Regions from separate parts of the Sus scrofa genome. Here region 1 is linked to region 2. The links are chromatin contacts, called in public HiChIP or PLAC-seq maps. All regions are on one chromosome and are shown on one strand. Each heading gives the region's core, a stretch centred on a gene start, on an enhancer-like site or on the middle of the called end of the contact. The rest is flanking DNA. Distances are from core to core; before and after follow the strand shown.

Evidence for each region. HiChIP or PLAC-seq counts read pairs in DNA pulled down with a chosen protein or histone mark.
Region 1: an H3K27ac HiChIP or PLAC-seq map of skeletal muscle shows a contact between it and region 2. The contact joins two enhancer-like sites. A contact is called at or near these places in 9 of 47 Hi-C or Micro-C datasets (adipocytes, embryonic fibroblasts, fibroblasts and 5 more) and 2 of 2 datasets of contacts at active chromatin or transcription factors (alveolar macrophages and skeletal muscle).

Annotation. Positions count from the first base shown.
Region 1 is chr12:48,332,484-48,339,217 of Sscrofa11.1, forward strand. SMG6 (telomerase-binding protein EST1A) reads right to left here. Exons shown (of 19, transcript XM_021067586.1): 9 at 3,099-3,160. Among named protein-coding and RNA genes, the nearest start is that of SRR, 51 kb to the right of the region's middle. Within about 2 kb of position 3,373, at least 24 of the 83 cell types and tissues checked have an H3K27ac peak or open chromatin away from gene starts, as enhancers often do. A contact at or near this core is called in retroperitoneal adipose tissue and skeletal muscle, where this site is marked.
Region 2 is chr12:48,179,181-48,185,209 of Sscrofa11.1, forward strand. SMG6 (telomerase-binding protein EST1A) reads right to left here. Exons shown (of 19, transcript XM_021067586.1): 16 at 1,883-2,036. Among named protein-coding and RNA genes, the nearest start is that of HIC1, 14 kb to the left of the region's middle. Within about 2 kb of position 3,326, at least 23 of the 83 cell types and tissues checked have an H3K27ac peak or open chromatin away from gene starts, as enhancers often do. A contact at or near this core is called in retroperitoneal adipose tissue and skeletal muscle, where this site is marked.

The DNA of each region.
Region 1 (6,734 bases), core at 2,123-4,622, 150 kb after region 2:
CACGGAGGGGCTGGAGTGCCTAGAATTTACATACGTTTTCCTCATGTAAACAACTACTACAACTCACTGCCCATGAAGGTGGAATGAGACTGGCCTCATCTTTGCCAACGGAATGTGTTATATGCAGGAATGGAAGAGATCTTGAAAAATAATCTGGACCACAGGAAACTACCTCTGACAAATGAGATAATCTATTCATTTTTAAAGACTTCCAGAGAAGACAATTCCCGAACATCTTCCCTCGGTGAAATTTTCTTACACCTAACACAAACCTCTCCAGCTGCAACATAAGCCAATTTTTCTCTTGGTGTTGTCCCACAGAAATCAAATCTATCTGGTTATGATTCTTTCATATTTAAACATACTTAGAGTACCCCTCACAGCTGTCTCTAAGTAAACTTTTTCTTACCTTAATTTTTTAAGATTAATTTTTTCTCTCAGAAATAATTTTCTAGCTTTTTAATCATTGTGTTTTTTCTCTTCAAACTTCCTCCAAAATATATTTATTTAAACACGAGAATTTTAAAGGGGGGGGAATAAGGAACTAACTAATGCTTAAACTGATTTAAATATATATATATATATATATATATAAAAAATATTCCTACATTCCGGACCACGATTTATAACTTTTTTAGTCCCCAAAGTCTCAAACAGAGCTAGGGCAGTGGTTCTCAACCAGGAACAATTCTGCCCCACAGGCTATGTCTGGAAATGTCTGGAGACAGCTTGAATTGTCATAACTGGGCCAAGGGGAAGGGACGCTACTGGCATGTGGTGGGTAGAAGCCTGGGTTGCTATGAAACATCCTCCATGGGAGAGTCCCCTACAACAGAGAATTATCAGGGTCAAAATATCAACAATACAGAGGTTGAGTAAACATGGTATATAAAAATTTAAAGAACAGGAGTTCCCGTCGTGGCTCAGTGGTTAACGAATCTGACTAGGAACCATGAGGTTGCGGGTTTGATCCCTGCCCTTGCTCAGTGGGTTAAGGATCTGGTGTTGCCGTGAGCTGTGGTGTAGGATGCAGATGCAGCTCAGATCCCAAGTTGATGTGGCTCTGGCGTAGGCTGGCAGCTACAGCTCCGATTTGACCCCTAGCCTGGGAACCTCCATATGCCGCAGGAGCGGCCCAAGAAATGGCAAAAAGACCAAAAAAAAAAAAAAAAAAAAAAAAAAAAAAAAAAAAAAAAAAAATTAAAGAACAAACATATATGCCAAAAAAAAGGAAAAAAAGATAGAAAATACTTACTAGAAAGATAGTAAGGAAAAGAAAGATTTTTAATTAATTTATTTATTTATTTTTGTCTTTTTGCCATTTCTTGGGCCGCTCCTGCGGCATATGGAGGTTCCCAGGCTAGGGGTCGAATCGGAGCTGTAGCTGCCAGCCTACGTCAGAGCCACAGCAACGTGGGATCTGAGCCGCGTCTGCCACCTACACCACAGCTCACGGCAACCCCGGATCGTTAACCCACTGAGCAAGAGCAGGGATCGAACCCGCAACCTCGTGGTTCCTAGTCAGATTCGTTAACCACTGCACCACAACAGGAACTCCGAAAAGAAGGATTTTTAAAATGAGAATTAAGAAAAAAGGACAAATAAGGAACCACAGCGCCTATTTTAAGTGCAACACAACAGCATTCCTGCTACGTGCTCGTTTATGAAGTGATACTGATATTCCCTTACCCACCCTGCAACCGCCGCTTTGCATTACTCACGTGTGACTGGCCTGGGTCTACTAAAAGCTATTAGATCCTTCTCTCCAGTCTCCCCTAGTCAACTCATCTCTTGTAGTGATTCACTCACTGCTACAACAAACATTCTCTGCGCACCTACTACACGCCAAGGACTAGGGAGATAAGAGCGTTCAGCAAAAACGCCCGCCAGAGGAGGGCTAACTTGGGGGTAGGGGGAGGCCAGAGGGGTGCTACTGCTACTGATGCACCTAGTTTACTTTCCTGGGTAAATTACTCCACATTTATTTTTGCTAATAGAGATGCATCTACTGGCACTATGCCAAGTTTCCCAAGTCATTTCAAAATCAAGACTATGGTCATCCCGGTCACTCTTGCCCAGGCTGATGACAAATGACTACGTAACAGGCATACTTTCTAGTTCACCATCCACAAACAGCGTTTTTTCAAGCAGGACAAAGCCTTTCAGTTCTCCCACTGAGGAAACCTTCTAGCGCATTACAGATAAACTTACACGGTTATGACAGAAACTGAAACAGTGCCAACCACTGGGGGATCTATAATTCAAAACAAATCACCTCAAAGGTACCTCACAATAAAAGCTCCAACTCAGAAGATATTAAAATGCACAGAAGACCTGAGGGCATCGTCACCCACTCCTCTCCTGGACTAACGAGGCTCCCAGCACAGGGGCGCTGGCTTTAGGCAGTGAGGACAAACTCTGATCCACCAAAGGAATACTCAAAACTTGATCTCTTTCCAGGGACTCGACAGCTCAAGTAACAAGGTCTCACACTCACACTCACACACACACCCACACCCACACCACCTTCCCTGAGATTTATATGGAAATCCATGGTGGATAGTGAGACCACAGAAAAGTCTTGGCATTTACTGAGAGCAGCAACATGGTGTAGGAAACAGAGCCTAAGAGGAAAGGGTATATGGTTCAGAAGGAAGAGAAAACGCTGGAGGAAGAAAGTGTGTTGCTCTTCTCTTTAAGGGAAAATTAGAGGACAGAATTTTCCCCCAAGGAGGACCCCTGGCAGCTGCACCCAGGGACTAAGCATGACTTCCTCGAGGAGCTCACTAGGGGCTGGGCCGGAAGGCAGAGGAAAGAGAAACCCTGAGGGATTGGGGTGGGGGTTGGGGGAAGACTGTGGTTAAAGGGGGTTTTTTCGTGAAGGTAGAGAAAGAAGAGCCAGCAGGCTGGAGAGTAATCGTTCCCAAATGTCACGAGCACAGTAGGAGAGTGAGGGAAGGGAAGAGGAGAGAAGGTGGAGGCCCCTAAGAATTCACACCCTGTGCCCTCAGTTACAAACACAGTCTAGTTGCTAACAATATTAAATTCCAAAATGACTTGTAATGTAGGAAAATAAAATAAACATCCTGCACACTTACCCAATCCGGGTAAACAGCTTCCCATGGGCATGGAGAAAACTGAGGATGAACCTTTTGTTCAGCTGCATGGGAAAAAGAGAAAGGAGAAAACAATTAAACTTTCCCCAGTTTCCTGTTACTGAACAGAGTCCCTAGTGACACAATAACCTGGCCAGGGTCTAAGGGGTGGGCACTGGGGATGGGAACCAAATGAACATGCCCAAACTCTCACACAGACCCAGGGCCCATGCCCAACAGCTGTTGCTCAGCTGAGCCAAAATGACAGCAGGCTCAGCGAGTGAACAGCACCCTCTGCTGGCAGTGGTGACTGCGTGCAGGGAGCGAAGCAATGAACCCAACTAGGCTGGGTAGAAAGGGAGATGCCAGGCACTCTCTGCCATCTAGGAGGTGGCCCCATAATGATGGAAATAAAACACTGACAAGAACAGGACAGAGATGATAATGATCTTGGATAAGTCCCTAATCTTACTTATGAGCTGTTTCTCTACCTTCTCCAAAACTAAAACTCCCTTTTGGTTACCAAGGGGGAGGAAACCCACCGCTAACTAGCTCATCAAATTGTACTTCTCCAGCTTTTAAACTAAAGTTCAAATCTTTCTCTCTCTCTTTTTTTTTTCCCCCTTTTAGAAAAGCTGAACGCTGGGTTTTTATGTTAAATTCTCTGGGTTTTAAATGTTGGCTACTAATGAAAAAAATTTAAACATTAAGCAAGCCAAAAACACACATTTGCCAGCCACATCTGGCTCACATCAATGAGCTACCAAATTTGCAATCTCAGTTCAAGGTTCTAGAAAATCTATTTCTATCACAACTTAGGGAAGATATTCCTCTGAGCAAAACAAGGCAGGGGAAAAAAATGTCAACTCCCAAGAGTGGAAATAATCTAAAGACCAAACCCTGTCATCTTCCCTGGTCTCCTGGAAGCAATATGCTCTGTAGCCAGACAGGAAGAGGGATCAAGAATCCTGATCTCCAGGGAGTGGTTAGGGCAAGGAACAGTCCAGCACCCTGGATGCCTTCCCCAGGAGGAAAAAACTCTTCCGGCTTATACTCTTGCAAAACAGAACACCAACCAAATTGTGGCAGTTTCACTAATTTCATATGAAGTCGGGTGTGGAGAAAGGCGGGCATCTCATCTCACCAATGCCTCGGACCACTAACCATACAATCTTCAGTCTTTACTTTTGCTTAAACGAATTACATTGAATCAGCAATACTAGATCAAACATTGGTTTCTGTGGCTCGTAAGCTCAGGATACTTCACGGAAGGTAACCTGTCTCTACAGTGAGATGAGTCAAGGGGGTGGACGACGCTGGGTTCCATGAACAGAAGGGAAAGGTGAGGAACTGATGCAAAGTAAACGGCTGATGGTTCCACCACGTCAGTGGCAAGGCCTGGGCTAGAAGGGAAAGGAAGGTGGTTTGAAAAACTTACCCCTCGAACTTCTGCCACGTCCCTGTCGTGGGGTCTCAGGCAACTGATCTAACCTCCCTAAGTTTTTCTTTCCACCCAATGGAGTTAAGAGAACCTATATGTTAAGGTAGTGGTGCATGAGATAAGGCAAGTAAAAGCACAGGCTTGGCATGCTGTAAACACTCAACTGTCAGCCGAACATTCTCTCCCAATGAGTGGTAAAATATTAACTAGAGAATCCAGATGAAGGATATACGGAGTTCTTCATATTATTCTTACAACTTTTCCACGGGGAGGAAATTATTTTAAATAAAAAAGTAAAAAAAAAAAATTCCCTCTCTATTTTTAACTCAATTGTCCCTCTTTCCAGCTGTCAATCATAAACAGGTTAACTCATGCATAACTAAGAGGAATTTCACACATACAGAGTACTTTGGTAGAAACAGAATGATACTAACCCATCTCATTCAAGCCAATTATCATCCCCGAAGCTGCAAGGGAGTTCAGAAATTTAAACAACCTTGGAGTTCCCGTTGTGGTGAAGAGGAAACAGTCCTACTAGGAACCATGAGGTTGTGGGCTCGATCCCTGGCCTTGCTCAGTAGGTTAAGGATCTGGCATCTGTGAGCTGTGGTATAGGTCACAGGTGCAGCTCCGATTAGATCTCTAGCCTGGGAACAGCCACATGTCGCAGGTAGGGCCCTAAAAGGACAAAACGACAGAAAGAAAGAAGAGAAAAGAAAAGAAAGAAATTTAAACAACTTAAACTACTAAATGGCAGAGTTAGAACTTGAACCCAGGTCTTCTGATTCCAAAACAGTTCTCCTCCCCTTAAACTGCCATCTATCTCAGTAAGAGAACTGGTGAGCTTGCTTATTCATGCAGGGCTGATGAGGGCAGAAGAACAATTTAAAAAGCAGTTCGGTTTTACTTTTAAGTTTCCCTTACTGATTAGTAGGAAACATACTGTGTGACCCACAATGACTGCTGGAATAAAATCAGTGCACCAAGAGATTTCTTCATATTGTGGCTCTAGCTATACTTCCCAAAGACCTTTCCCTTAGGGTAGCAGAGGAAGCCTACTTAATCACCTGACTTCACACCTGCCATGATCATAATTTAACTATATCTAATAGAAAGTGGACTTCAATGCATTGTTTTTCAACTAGTGATAGTGAAGGGAATCTTAGGGAACTTTTTCAAACTATACACACATTCTCTCTGACCTTGGTTAATGAGAACCACTGCTTTATTTTTAGTCTGAAAGTACCTGTTACCCTAAATATAGCTTCTCTTTATTTGTCACCAACAACATTTCGAGTAGGAAAGGAGCTAAAATGCAGATGCCTTCTAGAGAGAGGTAAAGGCATGTTATATTGAGGAAGCAGATTTGTTATAGATTGATCAAAATGGGACTAAGCACCATCACATCTAATAACATGAAGTCAGCAAGCGCTGAGGCAGAAATTTTGCAAAACTTAACTGATACCAAGTCTACAGCAAGGAATATCTTAGTCTGAGCTTTCTCGCTCTCTAATATGCCACCATGGACCGGCTTTCATGTTTGGAACGTGTTTATTCTTAACAACATACTCAATGGTCTCACTCAAGAGAGAGCTATTACTCCTTGAATGGTGAGACTGTCTGCCTCCAGGTCTTCCTCACGCAATTACATACTGTTCACCAGAAGCTAACAAAGCTTCTTGGGTGTAGCCCTGAGAGACAGTGTTAGAATTATGAAAGGCTCTTTGGTTCCAGTTCAAAACCAATTCACTATGGACTCCTGAGCATTTCGTATCATCTAAAAGCAACGACCTAAAGAGAGACTAATGGCAGTAGTTGGATGGGCAGATCCCTGGACACTCACAATACTGTCTGTCCTGCCTTCAACTATGGGATTATGAGTAAAAAGCTTTGGGTTGTTCCTCAACTGTAAAATGGAATTTCCACCACGATGGTACCTAACTCGGAGCTCAAAGGACAGTAGAAAGCTTTCTGAAGAGTAAAGGTCTTATGCAAGCCCTGGTTATCATCACTCAGAAGTGCCTAAGTGGTCTGTGAACTGTGGAGCAAGAAAGGAGAAAGAAGCTGCTCAGAGGCAGCAGGACATCACCACAGGAGAGGACTCTGAAACATGCCCAAGTTTAATTCCTAATAGTTGTTCTTGCTTCTAAACAGGTGTATGGGGAGTTCCCGTCGTGGCGCAGTGGTTAACGAATCCG
Region 2 (6,029 bases), core at 2,076-4,575:
AGGCTTCAAAGGGGAAGCTTGTTTGTGCTTCTGCACCAGGCGGGGCTTCTTGGTGCTGGGGTCAGGCCTAAGGAGCACGGAGCAGGTTAAAGAGCAGAAGAACCAAGCAGGGAAGGCTGTCAGCTTAACCCTTAATGCTCTAGGCACGGGGCAGGAGTCCACCGAGGGCTCCTCACTCAGCAGGAGGCCCTGCTACAGGCCCTGAGAGTCAGGTCCTGCCCAGCTGAGGACGGTTCGAAGAGGCTGGCCTGGATGCCGTGACAGGCCTGGCATCTCCCAGCCCCTGGGGGTTGGTCTATTTATTCAGCAGGGTCTTCTCCTCTGGGTTTGCTCACATTGCTCCCTCCCCACTGAATCTGGCCTTCCCCCCTCAACCATAAGCTCTTCAAGTCAAGAGCTGCAGCTCTGCCTTTCACTGGGTCCCTTGGGAACGAGGAGATCGAGCACACAGCAAGGGCACAATCAGTGCTGGGGACCAAGAACTGTGCCGGCCTGGGTGGCGTGTGAGGTTCCTCTCAAGACTTAGGGGGCTCCTGAGATGTCAGCAACCTCTCTGCTGTACCATTTCCTCACCATCTAGCATTAAGGGACCAATCCACTTTCTTTCCCCTGAGAATCTCCGGGTAGGCGAGCACAGGGAGAGCTGCCCAACCCCGGGAGCCGGAAAGGGCAGAGGGAGAGCGGCCACCACCCGACAGTCTCACTCTGCCTTGGGGAGACAGGCTGCTCTACTTCTGAAGAACAGAAAGCCTTCCCTTGGGTCTCAGGGCCTGGGTTTAGGAGGTTCTGGCCAGGCCACATGGGGAGGGGGAAGGAAGACAGGGAGGGCGGAGGCGGGCCGAGGGCTGCTTCAGTGCCAACATTCTCAGGTGGTGCTAACGTGTTTCCCACAACCCCCCAGGGCTCTATAGCCTCTGCAGGGCGGATGTTTCCTGCCCTTTGTTTCCACCCTCATCTGGCACTAAGACACTGGGGACTGGGAGGGAAGGCCCAGTGGAACATCTTGGCATGGATGTCAGAGGTGGCTTGGCAGGCAGACTGCCAGTCTGGCAGCTTTTCCAGAGGACAGGGTTCCCAAATGTGCTCCAAGTGGCTGCTGAGAACGGGAAGTGGAAAAGCCTGGGCTTCCAATCACCTCCTCGACCCTCTCCCTCCACAGGACAGCTCTTGGCAATATTAGCTCTATCAGTTATCTCCTGAGACTGACCCACCACAGGGCTCCAAGAACCAGGGGTGCCTTACACAGTCCCCTGGGCTCTTCTGGCCTGAGGGGGGGAAGCAAGCTAGCTGGGTCCCGAGATGCTGACCCTGTACCAGCACCAATGACCAGACAGTGGTAAGGGCCCAAGTGGCAGCAATCCACAGGCATGAGCCAAGGGCTTGCTCTGGAGGGTTTCCATCGGCCTTAGGGTGACACTGGCCAGAAGAATGCTACCTCGAACCAACAGAATGATCATGAAAAGCTACAAGACAATCAGACCAAAGGCATCTAACCACTTCAAAATCCTCCCAGCCTCCCTGCCAGACCACCCAGCAGCACTGCCGTTATCTGCCAGGGCTGAGTGTTTACCAATAACGGGAACCAGCTTTGCTGTTTTACTGCAAGCTTTATAAGGATAAAAACAAGGGCTGGGCTCATGCAGCCTCTGGTTGCTGGGACACAGGAGTCCATTTGCTCAAGCAGTTTAAGCCATGGATCAGCCATAATAATTTGAACTGCTTTGATTATTAAACAATTTTCCTTGCCCCACGCATTCCCTACTTCCCTGCAAATCCTGTCTTACACACACAGCGGGGTTCTGCTGGCCTGGCCCCCGGGCTGTGGGGCACGTGTGCAGAAGGGGCTGCTGCGCACGTGCAGGGCTGCTTGGGCCTGACTCACCGATGAGGGGCACCACCAGGATGTACTTCCTGCTCTCCAGCAGCCGGGCCAGGCTGGCCAGGTGGTCAATGAAGCCGTTGGTGTCTGGCACAAGGAACAACGGTCTGATCTCGAGCTCCATCTGCCTCATCTGACTCTGGTCCTCCAGGACAGCCTACAGGGACACAGAATGGTGAGTGAGCCAGTGAGTGAGCAGGCAAGCGGTGGGCGCGCCAGCGCCCTGACTCCGCGGTGTGTCAGCATCCTGCCGCGGCTGCCGAACCTCTTCCCCCTCCAGAGGGGCAGCCGGGACAGGCCCAAGGGCTGGGCGAAGCCCTGCAACAAAAATCAACACTAACCAAAAGGCTCGGGGGAACGGGGTGTGACCACAACCCTGCGTGGGACTGAGAAAGGACCCTGATGGTAGTAAAAACAACGGGTCTCTGAATCTAAGACCTCAGGCTAAAAATCGACAAAGGAGAGTTAGGTTCCCTGGGTACGAAAGCAGCTAAACATGTTATCTACACAGCAAATATGGGGGCACTTGTCAATCCAGACACTTTATACACATACATATAACCCAAATGGAATCCGTTATTTCAACTTACTTCACGGTGTAGCTGAAGGAAACAAACAAAGAGAGGATAAAGAGAAGAAAGAAAGATAGAAAGGAAACAAACTCCGAGTCCATACAAAAGAAGTGACCCTGACACCTGATCATCAACACCAAAGTGCCCCCCGTAAGTCCCCTTCGGTGGCCGAGTCCATCCACATGGTGCGATGGATTAGACCCAATGCACAGATCTGCAAAGGAACCACCCAGACTGGTGAGAGTCGCCACCATCCCCTCGAGCAGCACGGGGTCCCCTAAGCAGCGGCCTTCTGGGTTCTATCCCTGCTCCTCTGCCATGATCTACAATCTACATACTCTTATTTACCTGGTGTTTTTCTTTAAATTAACTTAAGTCAATTTACTTCTGTGGAACAGCAAATAATATCTGCGGCATCAGGCGTCTGACAGCCTAGGCCTGTGTTAACCAGCGCAAGATGAATTTCCACAGCAAAGTCTGCGGGTCCCCCATGCAGCACTAAAAACCCGCCTCACATAGCAGCTCTGGTGTCCTGGGCACCCCACCTCAGAAGGCACACGGCCTAGTGCTTGTTAGTCTTATGGATGCTCTCGTCTTTCAGGGAAGCTCCATGTCCATCTGGGAAAGCCCGAATCTCTGACAGGGCCTGGTGTGGCCGCGGCCCTCTCAGACAGGCCGTGGGTACGTCTGTCACTAGAGAACATGGCTACTCTTGTGCTGCTTCCTCTGCTGGGGACCATGGCCAAGAAGCAAACTGACTCGTGGGCATCTGCCCAGACAGCGTGCTCCCTGTACACAGAGCCTAAGAGGCTGGGCAAGCAGGTCCCAGCCCTGTCCTGCCCTCTCCTGGCTTCCTGCCACACATCAGCTTGCAGGGACACAGACGCCAGCACAGAGGAGGGAGCAGATGTGCGTGCCAACTGAGGTGGGTCCCACAGGCTGGGCCCTGGCCACTAACAGTCAGTGAGGAAGGTGCTCAGGTTTCACTGGCAATGACAGTAAAACTGAAAGGGCATGCCTTTGAAAGCTGGGGGTGGCTCCTCTGTGACCTGCTGGGGACCTCTCCCTATGAGTAAGTCGTTGCTGCCACTGCCACCGCAGCTGGTGGAAGGCACACGACGCTGGCAGGCACGAGAAACGCGGCTGAGGGGCTCAGGGGCCTAAAGTCTCCCCGCTGTTCCCACCTCCTCAGGGGAAAGCACCGCTGCCGTGGCCACGCTCCCAGGGGAGGGGGTCACTGGTCCTTCCAGGGGGCTGCCAGCTAGAAGGTGACACATGTTCCACTGAACTCAGCTTGGGTATTTTCTAAAAACTGACTTTGAATTGAGATGTAGTGACACTGAACCCTGGGACGGCGTGGGCATCTGAGCACAGGAAACAGCCCCACTCAGGGCAGTGGGCCCTCCGTTGCTCCTCAGCACGCCCATCGCTCATCTCCCAGGTCTTAAGGTTCTCCAGCCAGCCCTTCCGCTGCCAGGCACGGGTTTTTATTTTTTTTTGTTTTTCGTCTTTTTAGGGCCGCACCCGCGGCATATGGAGGTTCCCAAGCTAGGGGTCGAATCGGACTGAGTGAGGCCAGGGATCAAACCTGCAACCTCACGGTTTCTGGTCGGATTCGTTAACCACTGAGCCATGATGGGAACTCCAGGGACGTTTTGCTCAGCATCAGAGGCCCCCCCAAACCTCTTTCTGGGGAGGAGGGGCAGGACGGGCACTGTCGCCAGCCGGGGAGCTTGGGGGGGCACCGGCCCACAAAGACCTCCTTTGCATCTCAGTTTCCTGCCTCCAGGAATGACCCTCCAGCGCTGAGGCCAGGTCTGAGCAAGCGGAACTGGCTGCCCCTTTCACCCTGTGGGAAGAGTGAGCTCCTAAGACCTACAGTACTTTCCTTCCGTAAATGCTGGCAGTGGGCAGGAGGGTCTTTGGGCCACGTGGCCAAGGGAGGCTGGGGGCTGCGCCTACTTGGGTGTTCTGACGACAGGACGGAAGAAAAATCTAGGTGCAAGGTTCAGGGAGGCACTAACGGTCTGAGTCCTCTGAGTTGTGGCTCAGGGCCAGGAAGGTGAACAGAGGCCACGGCCTCTTAGGGAGGTGGCAGCCTTGTTGGTTCTCCAGGGGTGGGTGGGGTCAAGCTGGATGAGGGTGGTCAGAGCTGTGCTGCCACCATCCGGTCCCAGGGACACCCGCAGACAACTTCCCTTAACCTGGCTCTGCCCAGTGAGTCACCACACAACTGCTTCCTGTTCCCCACATGCCCTCCGGGAGTCTCAGGAGATTAAATGAGGTTGTTCCCCCTTCTCTTGGGGTACCGGTAGGCCTCTGGGGGGGGTCACCCCTGGCTCATGAGACGGGCCCAGTCCCCTTAAAAGGATGGCAGACGAGGAAGGACTGGGCGTCCGCAGGCCCTTGTCTGTGGGTGTCTGTGTTTCCGGCCCTCTCTGAGTGGTGCTGTGTGTGTGTGTGTGCGCGTGTGTGTGTGTTTAGCACTTGCCCTCCCAACTTTTCCAGATTTTACCCGTCAGATTCCTGGCAGCTGTGCACGGCGCCTGTGCCGGCCGTCACGTCCCACTCTGATCTCTGGGTCGCACGGTGAGAGAAGGACACAGGATGCGCAGGGAGTGAAAAAGTGATGTCGGCGGGGAGAGTGCCAAGTCCCCCTCGCAGCCATGGGACGCTTGGGGAGAAGGGGAAGCATGCTGCTGTGGAGTTCAGAGGCCGGTAGTGAGATTTATTTTTGTTTGTATGAGCAAAAGGCTGCAGAAGCCTCTGGTGGGGGTGAGGGGGGGGGCGCAACTGGAATGCTGTGATTCAGACGGACTGGCCCTGGCCTGGAGTCCAGTGTGCTGACCCGGAAGGAGAGCTCCATTGGAACCCTTCTCACTGCAGCTAAGGCTGGGCCACAGTGGTCCTTGGACAGTGAGCTGGGAGTCCTAGGAGAGGACGGACGCGTTGCGTCAGACCAGTGGCAATAAGGACCATAACGTCACTGAGTGTGGAAGAGGAGAAGACGACCTTAATCCTGCTTCTGCACGGCGCCAGGTCACCCGCTTCCTCTCAAGTCTGGAGGCTTCCTTGAGCAAGCTGGTGGGGAACTGGGAGAGAGACTCCGCAGTAACATCTGACGAGGATGCTAACAGGCCTGGGTCCCCAGGAAGGGCTCTTTCGCAGAGCAAGTTCCTTCCTGCAGATGGCGGGGATGATGTGGGGATGCTGACCCTTTTGGAAATTGAGACACTGAGAATTACAAACGAAGGTAATGCAATTAGCTCACACAGGAGTGGGGCAACTTATGAAGAACTTGGATCCCAAAACAGAGCCAGGTCAAAAGAAGGCCTTCTAAGGTCTTCCTTCTGCTTAAGGCACCACAGGAGTAGCTGCTTCCTTCCCTCTGCGGGGTGAGGGAGTCATTTATCCACAGGCCTCTCCGGCCAGAGCAATGTCTGAGCCAGAAACGAGAAGTCTGGGAACAGCAAATTTCCACACTCACCTTGCATGTCAAAGCATCTAGCCAGGTGCCCGATACACATATTAGAAACTTAACAAATGTCAGTGTCCTTTCTTCCTGCCCGGCTCCATTT